Linked DNA regions of Anas platyrhynchos: region 2 is linked to region 1. The links are chromatin contacts, called in public Hi-C maps. All regions are on one chromosome and are shown on one strand. The core of a region is the stretch at or near the end of the contact, and the rest is flanking DNA. Distances in the headings are between cores, read along the strand shown.

Region 1 (4,541 bases), core at 269-2,768:
ACATTATATACTAGGAACAGAGTTAGAACACAATTGTATAATCATCTGGCTTGGAAAAGACCTTCAAGGTTATCAAGTCCAACTGTCAGCCTGACCTCCCAAGTCCCATCACTAAACCACGTACCCATGTGCCACGTCCACATGCCCTTTATATACCTCCAGGGGTGGGGGCTCTCTCACTTCACTGGGAAGCCTATTCTGATGCTTGATCGGCCTTCTCTGTGAATAAATTCTTACACCACCCAAACCCCTGACATAATTTAACTTCCTCATCCTTATCAACATGCTTTGATTTTCTCCTCTTTATCCTGTCACTCACCTCTCGCTCATAGTCCCTTGTCGGTGCGTCACTGCCCTGGTCCAGGCCACCAGAGGACAAGGAGCCGTCTGAGGGCGATGCCATCGGCTGTCGCTTTGCTCCATAGCTACCTCCTGAGAATTCCCTCCGCAACGCGCTGCCATTCTGTGCAGATGATCCTAAAACACGCAGAGGAATTAAGCTGTGTTACAGATGCCTGGTCAAGGTACCAGAAATTTTGTTAGCTGTTCCTCTAGCTGTTTCTGCTTTCCTTCAGCACGTCCCAAGATGCTCAGCTCATGGCTTGCAGCTGATGTGGGCTTTTATCTCGTCTGATGCCAGACACAGTTTTTCCTAGGGATTCTCTGGTTCTTCCCTTGGCGTGTCAGAGTTAGCATGCTTTACACAGCACGGACAGAGTCACTGTGTCCCTAAAGAGACAGCAGTTGAAGAAACTGCTGTGCTGGCAGCCTCGTTACAGTTGCATCTCCCCAGGGAGTGCATAGGGTCACGCCAGCACATACAGATTCTAGCAGACATATGTGCTTTCTGCAAGCAGCTGGCTGTTTTCACATGCTCTATTATTTCATCACTTGTCTGGTGGCAGTGACCTGTGCTGACTGGCACATGAGGTAGCATGGCAGCACTAGGAAAAGGGTTTCCAATTCAGTGCAGCACAACACTTCCATACCAGCAGTCAGTTTCCCACTGCTTCCTCTGCACCAGCAGCAAGAGAGGCAAGTCAGCAACAAACAGAGTAACCATGGAACTTGAGAACAACTTGGCAATGATTTAAAACACTTAAGCAGCAGCAAAGTAGTCCCAAGGGTAAGAATGCTGTTTTAATTCTAACTTCCCTAAAACACTTGTGCATAGCCCCAACCCAACAGGTCTGTTTGCTTACTTGCTGCTAACCCGCTGCTTGCGCTCATTGATCGTCCTGGTTCTGTGCGGGACTTCGTGATCGATGGGATGCTGACGGAGCCACTGAACACAGTCCGACTTTCCTGAGGCCGAAGATTCTGCAATGCAGACACACAACAAGTTTTTTATCGACTGCTAGCTCAACCTTGGATGTTAGGAAGGAAGGCCCCAATACCCATTAACAACCCAACCTTACCAGGTATGAATTGTCTGAGCAGCATGTCAGCAAAGTTTGCAAACCAACTCTGCAGTTCTACATAACTTCCTATGGTAACCACGTTAATCCCTAATGCCTGCAGAGTTGTAACACCACCTGCTGGATCAGTCGTCCATTACTCGGGTGATTCTGAAGGGACTAACAGTGTTTCTCCAGACCTCCATCAATTGAACCAAAGTAACAATCCGCCTCGTGTTTCCAGCCTGGTCAAACAGGATGACCAGGGCACCCACCATCAGTTTTTCTATGTATTTCCATTGTCACTACCTGAGTTCCAGCGAGATTTTCTAAATTATTACTGGACTGAAGTGGTCCTTTACTGAGGGGAGAGATAAAACACAATGCATCTGCTTGGATACGGCAGTTCCTTAAAAATAGGTTTTGTCATTACGTGAAGGGAAAACAATACTTTCAAGTAACTAATTGGAGATGTTATTTCTGCTTCTGTTAACTTATAGCTAACTGTGGGGAAAAAGGATTCTCAGCTTAGTTAGCCTAAAGATGAGCTGGCTTTTTAACCCAGGATTTCTGATATCCTTTCTTATCATTTTATCTCTGCCTAAACACCAGACTAACATGATTTCCACTATTAAGTCACGAGCATTAAGTAGAGTTAAGTTTAGGGAACCTTTACAGATGCAGCATGTGGAAAGAACTGCAGGTAGCTCTGAGCATCAGTTTATTTCCATGTCACAAAACACTTTCAGCAGTAACTGTTAATTTCTTCCTAGCCATATTTAGTTATTTTCCCATCCACTCTCTCAGATAAGGTAAATAAAACACAATAAAACAACATTTTCTATTGCAATGCCTATTTACATCTATTTGCAGCAAAGTCATGCAAATTTCAGACCAGAACAAAGATTCCCCCACCCACCACCCCTCGGGTATTCTCAGCGACTTTCAGCTACCAACTATTTCTCCGGATATATTTTAAAGTGGATATTTAGATAAAGGCTTTGCAACGAATAGGGATTATATAGTGCAGACTTTATCAGACAATTGTTGCCAATCTGCTGTCAGTCCAACTTTGCAGAGACTTTAAGAGTCACTGCTATTACAGACCTCTTTGCTACTACACTCAAATCTTTGCTTTTCATCTCAGTGGACTAGAAACGACTCATTTTTAACACTCAAAAAACAAAGAAGAATTTAAAATCTCTCTCAAACACCAAAAAGAGACCTTACCAAGGGAGAAGCCCTGTTTAATTCTCCCCGTAACCACTTCTGCAGTGTTGTCAGTGAGGATTTATACCCAGAGGCTTATAAGGATTTATTTTAAATCACCTGCAGGATCACACAGCTGCCTCTTGCTTACCTTTTTTTTTTTTTTTTTCCTCCAAATGAGAATGAACAACCTACTTTGTAGCACCAAACACTAAATTTCTGTACCTGTCCTTCACCATGCAATGAATAACCTGAGTTACAGCGTAGAGCATGAGCAACCTGGCTGTGCATAAAGAACAGAGAGGGGCTCCTCCAATGCTACAAATAGTCAGGGGAAGAGGTTATCATTGTGTTTTGAGAAATAAAAAAGAAAGCCAAGAGCAGCACCAGGAAACGTGTGCACTGCAATTAGCACACTGAAGTTGCATGGAAGGTGCTTCATACTTGTATAAACCTACAACATTTCATTTTGCAAGGAGAGCAGTTACATTTAATGACAAGGCAATCTACATCCTCAACAGGGACTGAATAGACCTACAGGCAGCAGGGGAAGGGAGGAATGAGTATGTTAAAAAGACTAATTTATTTTGTTAGTGTTGCTAGTGACGATTATTTTTCATGACCTCAGTTTGCAACGTCCATGTAATTCCTTGTAGAAAGTTTCTCCACAGAGCAAATTTATTGTTCATTGATCTAAAAATGAACTAAATACATGCTGGAAAACCTTATGGAAACTTTATGGAAAATACATTATTATTTCATCTGCATTTTTAAATTCTCTCCAGCGTGGTTTGTAGGTGTGTATCTGAAACCCTTCCCAGCAGTAGGGGTCGAGCGAGGCAGCCTGGCAGCGAAGGTTTGCTGCACGTGTCTGAAGAGAGTCTGGAGGTCGCAGAACCCATCAGTGGTGTTCCCATTATGGGGGGGCCCAACTCAGACACACACAAGCCCTGAGCAACCACCCACCACCAATCTACCTCACAGGCCATTTCTGATTTACCTGCAGATCTGTCCTAAGCAGAACTAGAGGCCACAGCACAGCATGTAATTATACAATAGGCTAGCAAGTACTTGTGTAATTGTTTTAGTATGGCTTGAAGCACCACAGGACATACCAACCTCACGTATTCAGACGAGGATGCACAATGTATGAAAAAAAGAAAGTATCAATTCCGTCCCCCAGATTTTACATTCCAGCTGGAAGGAGATCTACAGCACATTATTTTACCTCGGTCACTGATCAAAACCACTAGGATTAAGAGGAGCTGTGTAAACAAGATGGTGTTATCTTTAATTTTTGATCTTCCTGCTTGTACACGTTTCAACTTCATTCATGTAATTGAACCGAGATTGTGTCTAGGCACAATCCATGTCTCTCCAACTGTGTAAATTCTTGCACTCCACATGATTTCATCACAAACAAACCATTTGGAAGCTTGGTGCAACAGAGACAGACCCAGAACCTTTTCCTAATGCAACCTGATACACAGCATCTCATCCCTGCCACTGACTGCTGGAGGATGTACACCATAAAACAACAAAAAAAAGATAATAAATTCCCAGATCCTCCGGGTGATTAAAAAGCAATTCTCACAGCAAAAGGTTCAGCCCAGTTGTTATACACCTCTTTTCTTTTTAAAGCTATTAAGTGTCTGTTTCTTGGCATGTCAGAGCTGGGGAAAGCCCAAAGTTGACAGCAGAAAACAAATCAGCTGGGACAGCAGAAAGTTAGGGGCTGAAGGAAACCACTGTATTTACAAGGGTTTTTCTCCCATGTTAATAGCCAGGTGAAAGGAAAATCACAGAGTGTTAGTACAGTGAACTCAGCTGCCCATACCCACAGAGTCATAAGTTTGGAGTACCCAGGACAGAGTGAGGAGGTGGGGGAAACGCAGTGCTTATGGAATCGTAGGAGAGGAATTTTTCAGCTGAATT
Region 2 (4,730 bases), core at 274-2,773, 51 kb before region 1:
TGAGCTCTTCCACACTGGTGAGCACCAGTAACGCTTCTCCTCTGGTTGGTTTGCCTAACACCTGGACCAGGAACTTTTCCTCAATGTCCTCTAGGAATCTCCTGGATTGCTCACAGCCTGCTGGGTAGATTTACCAGCAGACATCTGGGTGGTTGAGCTCTGAGCCTGTCCGTGGCTGTTTCTCAGAGGCATCTCTTCATGGTCACTCCCTTCCACACTTCTGCAGGACTGAGTGAGGTACATGTAATCAGTCAGGTGGCAGAAGGAGAGGGCAAAGCACTCACCAACCTATACAAGCAAAGGCCATTTACAAGGAGCAGAAATAACTGATCTGTCTAGCAAATCAATAAAGAACTACAGGCTGAGTAATGTTTAACCAAGTTTCCCAAAACATGGGAGAAATGGTAATATGGTGTTCTTGAGGCACATAGCTGCTCATCAGCTGCTATACTCTCCTCAGCTTCATCTCACCCAAAAGGGCTTTGCTTGATACCTGTGAAGCATTGTTGTGCAGAATATAAACAATATTGTGAACATTTTACTTTGCTGGAGAGGTTTTGTCTTGATAAAGGAAAGAAATTCTTTATACAGAGAACAACAAACAACCACCCCAGGGAGACGTGGTAGGGTCCCCATCACTGGAGATTGTCAAGATGGGGTTGGATAGGGTGAATCTCATCTAGGTTCCCTTTTCTAAGAAAAGGTTGGACCCGATAATCTTCTGAGGTTCCTTCCAACCTGGGCTCTTCTGTGACTGTGATTAATTGCTAAGGTGACAGGGGCCAGGTGCACTGTCCCAAAACCTATCCAAAGACAAGGACTAGTATCGCTTTCTTCCATTTAGTGCTTCTATCTGCAGCCTGTCCACCTGACTCTGTCCTTCTCTCAGCATGCTCTGCTCCCCTGGGCTCGCCTCCAGCTTTCCAAAGTACCAAGAACCCATTCTGTGCCCGTGTGGAAAAATTTGGAGGGAAGGGTGAGTTTGTGTGGCACAAACCACAGCCACACGTAGCGTGGTGGTAAGAGTGGTGTGCCAAACACCTTTTTCCAGCAGTCCTCTGTCAGCGATAAACATGTTTGCAGCTGTGGTTTGTCGTGACTTGTTAGCACCCCATCTAGAGAGTAACACTTCTCTTTTCTTTCATAATGTAAAGAAAAAAAAAATCCACGTACCTCTATACAAATTTCCACTTTGAGAAAACATTTTTGCAACAGGTCTTCTCTCCCAGTGGAACAGAAATCATGTTATCTGACCCAGTGAGACTTTGTGTGTGTGGTGGAGGGCAGGGGCATGCCCTGGTGCAAGACAAAGAGGCTGTGATCTGCCTCACGTCCCTGAAAATCTGCTCTGTGAAATGCCTGAAAAGTAGCCTTGCTACTTACTCTCCAAACAATTATTAAAGATAATCCCAGCATTAGTGGGCCTGCCACGGCTTCCTAGTAGAGGTCAGCGGTGTATAGTCACTTCCCTGGAGCCATGCAGCACTAGCCACAAAGGCTCTGTCAAAAGCCAGGCTGTGTAACCTCGCAGCAGCTCCTGCCCACTTCCTGCTGGCAGGAGGGCTCAGCCTTCCAGCAGCCCCACTGGTTTTCCCTGCCTCCTCCAGCTATGCAGAGCGAGGCTGTTAGCTGACAGCTCCAGGAAGAAAATGGGGGCGGGAGGTCGTGAAATACCTGTTTCGTTCCCTGCACTGCATCTTCTTGGACAGAAAACGTTTGTCAGAAGAACTGCTACACTGACTCCTTCCAACAGCGCTAAATCAGCTTAAAGTTCTCACTGGCAAAATGAAATTGAACCCTGTCTCCTTCTCTTTGTAGTGAGGGAAGAGAGAAAAGGCCAAGTGCAAAGAATGCCTTGATGTTTTTGGGGTGAAAATACACAGTTCAGGAATCAGAGCAGTCCTAAGCGTTATAAAAATAGCTCATCGTTTGGATCCTGGGACGATCCTGGATGTGAATTTACCCCTGACTGACTCAGAGAGATCTCATTTCTTTACAAGGCTGTTGCTCTCATTCTTGGCCGTAAAGCCTTGTAAATAACATGAGATACAAACAGTGTCACTGAAACGTGCCAAAGTTTTGAAATACCCAGAAGTTAACTACTGAAACCAAGCCACCTGTCCAGTGGCTTCTCCTTGAGCTGTTTCAATTCGTCATCATTACAGTGTTAGGTTGGTGGGACACCAATTTATCAATAAATTTATCAGGCAGATAAGACAATTCCTTCTTCCCTGAAGAAATTGCCCTATATAAAAGATGAATGAACATGAGGTAAAGCCCCTTAGGAGGTAGCTTATGAGAGCTTCGATAGCTGAGGGAAGCATTTCCAGAGTAGTTTTTGCTTTGTGATTAGCTACACAAATGTGGGAGAAGGATGGTGGTGCACATTTTGTTGTGGTCAGAGGAACAGATTGGGCCTGTCCAGTGTAAGAGGTTTTCTGAGTGTTCTCTGAATAGCCTGGGTGCTTGTCAACCTGATGACAAGACCAATATTAGCTTAATTGAGAATCCATCAACTTTTTCTTTCTGCAGGTTAGTTGTCTGCCTACCAATCCTGTTGCATTGGAGCCCTTCTAACTGCAGGGACTGAAGATCTTTCCAGGCTCTGGTTCTCTAACTTTTTTTTTAGAAGCTGAGACAGTCTGACCAATTCTTCTCTACGTATGCCTGGGAACTTGGCCACTTTGTACAAGGCTTTAACAGAAGCCAACTTTCTCTGCGTTCTTCAAAGCAGTCAACATCAGAACTGGAAGAGATTTTTTTTTTGGGGGGGTGGTGGTGGGGGTGTTCCCTGATGTCCAATAAGCAGCAAGCTGCTATCTGCTGAGCAGACTTTCCTCAGAAAGCAGCAAACAGGAGGAGAAAAGCAACCTTACCTAAAGGCTGATAGAGGGCCTGCTGGAAGTCACGTTTAAAGAGGCCTGGACTCACTCCTTGCCACGTCCTTCTTGCTGCTTTTACCGAGAGCTGCAGCAGAGCTGGTCATGAAATGTGAGCAACCCCTGAAATTGCATCATTAAGCCCTTCGTTATGTAAGTCTCGGTGGGCAATACGAGGTAAAGATATGATGGCACCACTGAAGCATTTGCTATGGAGCCGTAACTTCTGGCTGCTATGTCAAACTTTCCCACTGACCTTGGGTAAGGTACTGACCTCTGACTTGTAAAATCAGGATATCTGGAGAAGTAAATTATCTTCAATAAACCATTTTAGGATCAGTGAGGAGAAAGCTCTGGGGAAGTGTGACTCATTCTTAGTTATAATTTGGTTATTATAATTTCCATTATATTTATGTATTGTATTATACTTGAGAATAGATCTATCATTATAGTGTTTGTATCTAGATTGTAATTTGTATTATATTCAAATTTATTACAAGTTGTATTATAATTTAATAAAAGATTGATATATAATCCTCATTGATATAAGAACCTTCCTAGAAGCGATCACATTTTTGGATAAGGCAGCAAATCTGTTGAAAGCTGACTGAATGTGGCAATACTGGGTAAGATTTGAGAAGCAAATGACAGTTGTAGTACCGAAGATGTATTGTGACAGATTTCTTAATGCTGCTCATGCTTGCTCTGTACATTCAGATCTGCACTGTGCAGATCTGCAAAAGGAAACAAATACATAACACAGAAATTGCATGGGATTTAGACACTGAAGGAAAAACTTGTAACATGCAACAGCCTCATTCTGCTGCCACGTCATACTGGAGGCACTAAGGCATCAATGGATGCCAAACTTTAGTTTTTAGCAGGAAAGTCTTCTAGGTTTCTTCTAGCCACCCTGCTTGAAAGAGCTTAATCTAGCAGGTGTTTGCATTGCATGTTTAGCAGATCAGCTCCTACAGAAACTCTGACAGTTGATTCAAAGCGTGTGTCTCTGCTGTTTTATCTACAACCTTCTGGTGAAGGGCACAAAACCAGAATGCAGTGGCCTGGGCTTCCTTCCCAAACTGATCCTGGGGTTCTGCCCACAGGCAGCAGCTCTTCAAGCACTGCTCCCACACGGCTCCATCCCACGGGGTCCATCCCCCAGGAGCAAACTGCTCCAGCACGGGTCCCCCACAGCTGGGTGGCAGCTCCCCCCAGACCCCCTGCTCCTGCATGGGCTCCTCTCCAAGGGCTGCAAGCTTTTATCTGACACACAGCAGGTTCTGGACTCCTCTCAGAGGCCACCCTTGCAGACCCCTGCTACTAAAACTTGCCACATAAACCCAATGTAGATGCAAATTAAACAGCAGCAGGAAGAATGGTTTACCACATGGGAATAAAGTGAACCAGCCAGGCCTGTCTTGGAAAGATTGGGAGAGCTTTATCCCTTGCTTGTTCTGCCTACATCTGAAATTATGACAGCGTGCTCATGCAGAAACGCATGGAATTCTCCATGCTCAGCACAGTGAGTAAGACATTATTTCACAATTAATGCTGACCTGACGCAAGTTAGGTGGCATTACGCACGAACTTGGAGCTGGCATCCAAATTCAGTACATCTCTAGATAAAAGAGCGTCCTCAAAGAAAGACGTCTCAAATATCTCTCTTTTCTGAGGAAGGTAAAAATTACCTTTCTTTTAGAGAAAATGGTATGGACTTAAACAAAAATTTAATAGTTAATTTGTATACACTCCTGGAAATGTCAGTATTGACTACATATTTTCGACAAAACTTTTTGAGGCTAGCACCTTATTAAAGCCACATTTTTGTATCACCTACCACATCCAGTC

The links. A called contact is a pair of places that touch in the nucleus more often than the background predicts.
Region 2: a contact with region 1 is called in a Hi-C map of subcutaneous adipose tissue, with 2.0 times the contacts expected there. The contact joins two enhancer-like sites. A contact is called at or near these places in 3 of 8 Hi-C or Micro-C datasets (liver, skeletal muscle and subcutaneous adipose tissue).

Annotation. Positions count from the first base shown.
Region 1 is chr3:19,865,773-19,870,313 of IASCAAS_PekinDuck_T2T, reverse strand. CDC42BPA (CDC42 binding protein kinase alpha) reads right to left here. Exons shown (of 37, transcript XM_072035491.1): 35 at 1,203-1,320; 36 at 320-477. Among named protein-coding and RNA genes, the nearest start is that of COQ8A, 46 kb to the left of the region's middle. Within about 2 kb of position 1,518, at least 1 of the 8 cell types and tissues checked has an H3K27ac peak or open chromatin away from gene starts, as enhancers often do.
Region 2 is chr3:19,916,779-19,921,508 of IASCAAS_PekinDuck_T2T, reverse strand. It overlaps PSEN2 (presenilin 2), which reads left to right. Exons shown (of 11, transcript XM_038176124.2): 11 at 2,533-3,413. The coding sequence ends at 2,577. Among named protein-coding and RNA genes, the nearest start is that of COQ8A, 4.7 kb to the right of the region's middle. Within about 2 kb of position 1,523, at least 3 of the 8 cell types and tissues checked have an H3K27ac peak or open chromatin away from gene starts, as enhancers often do.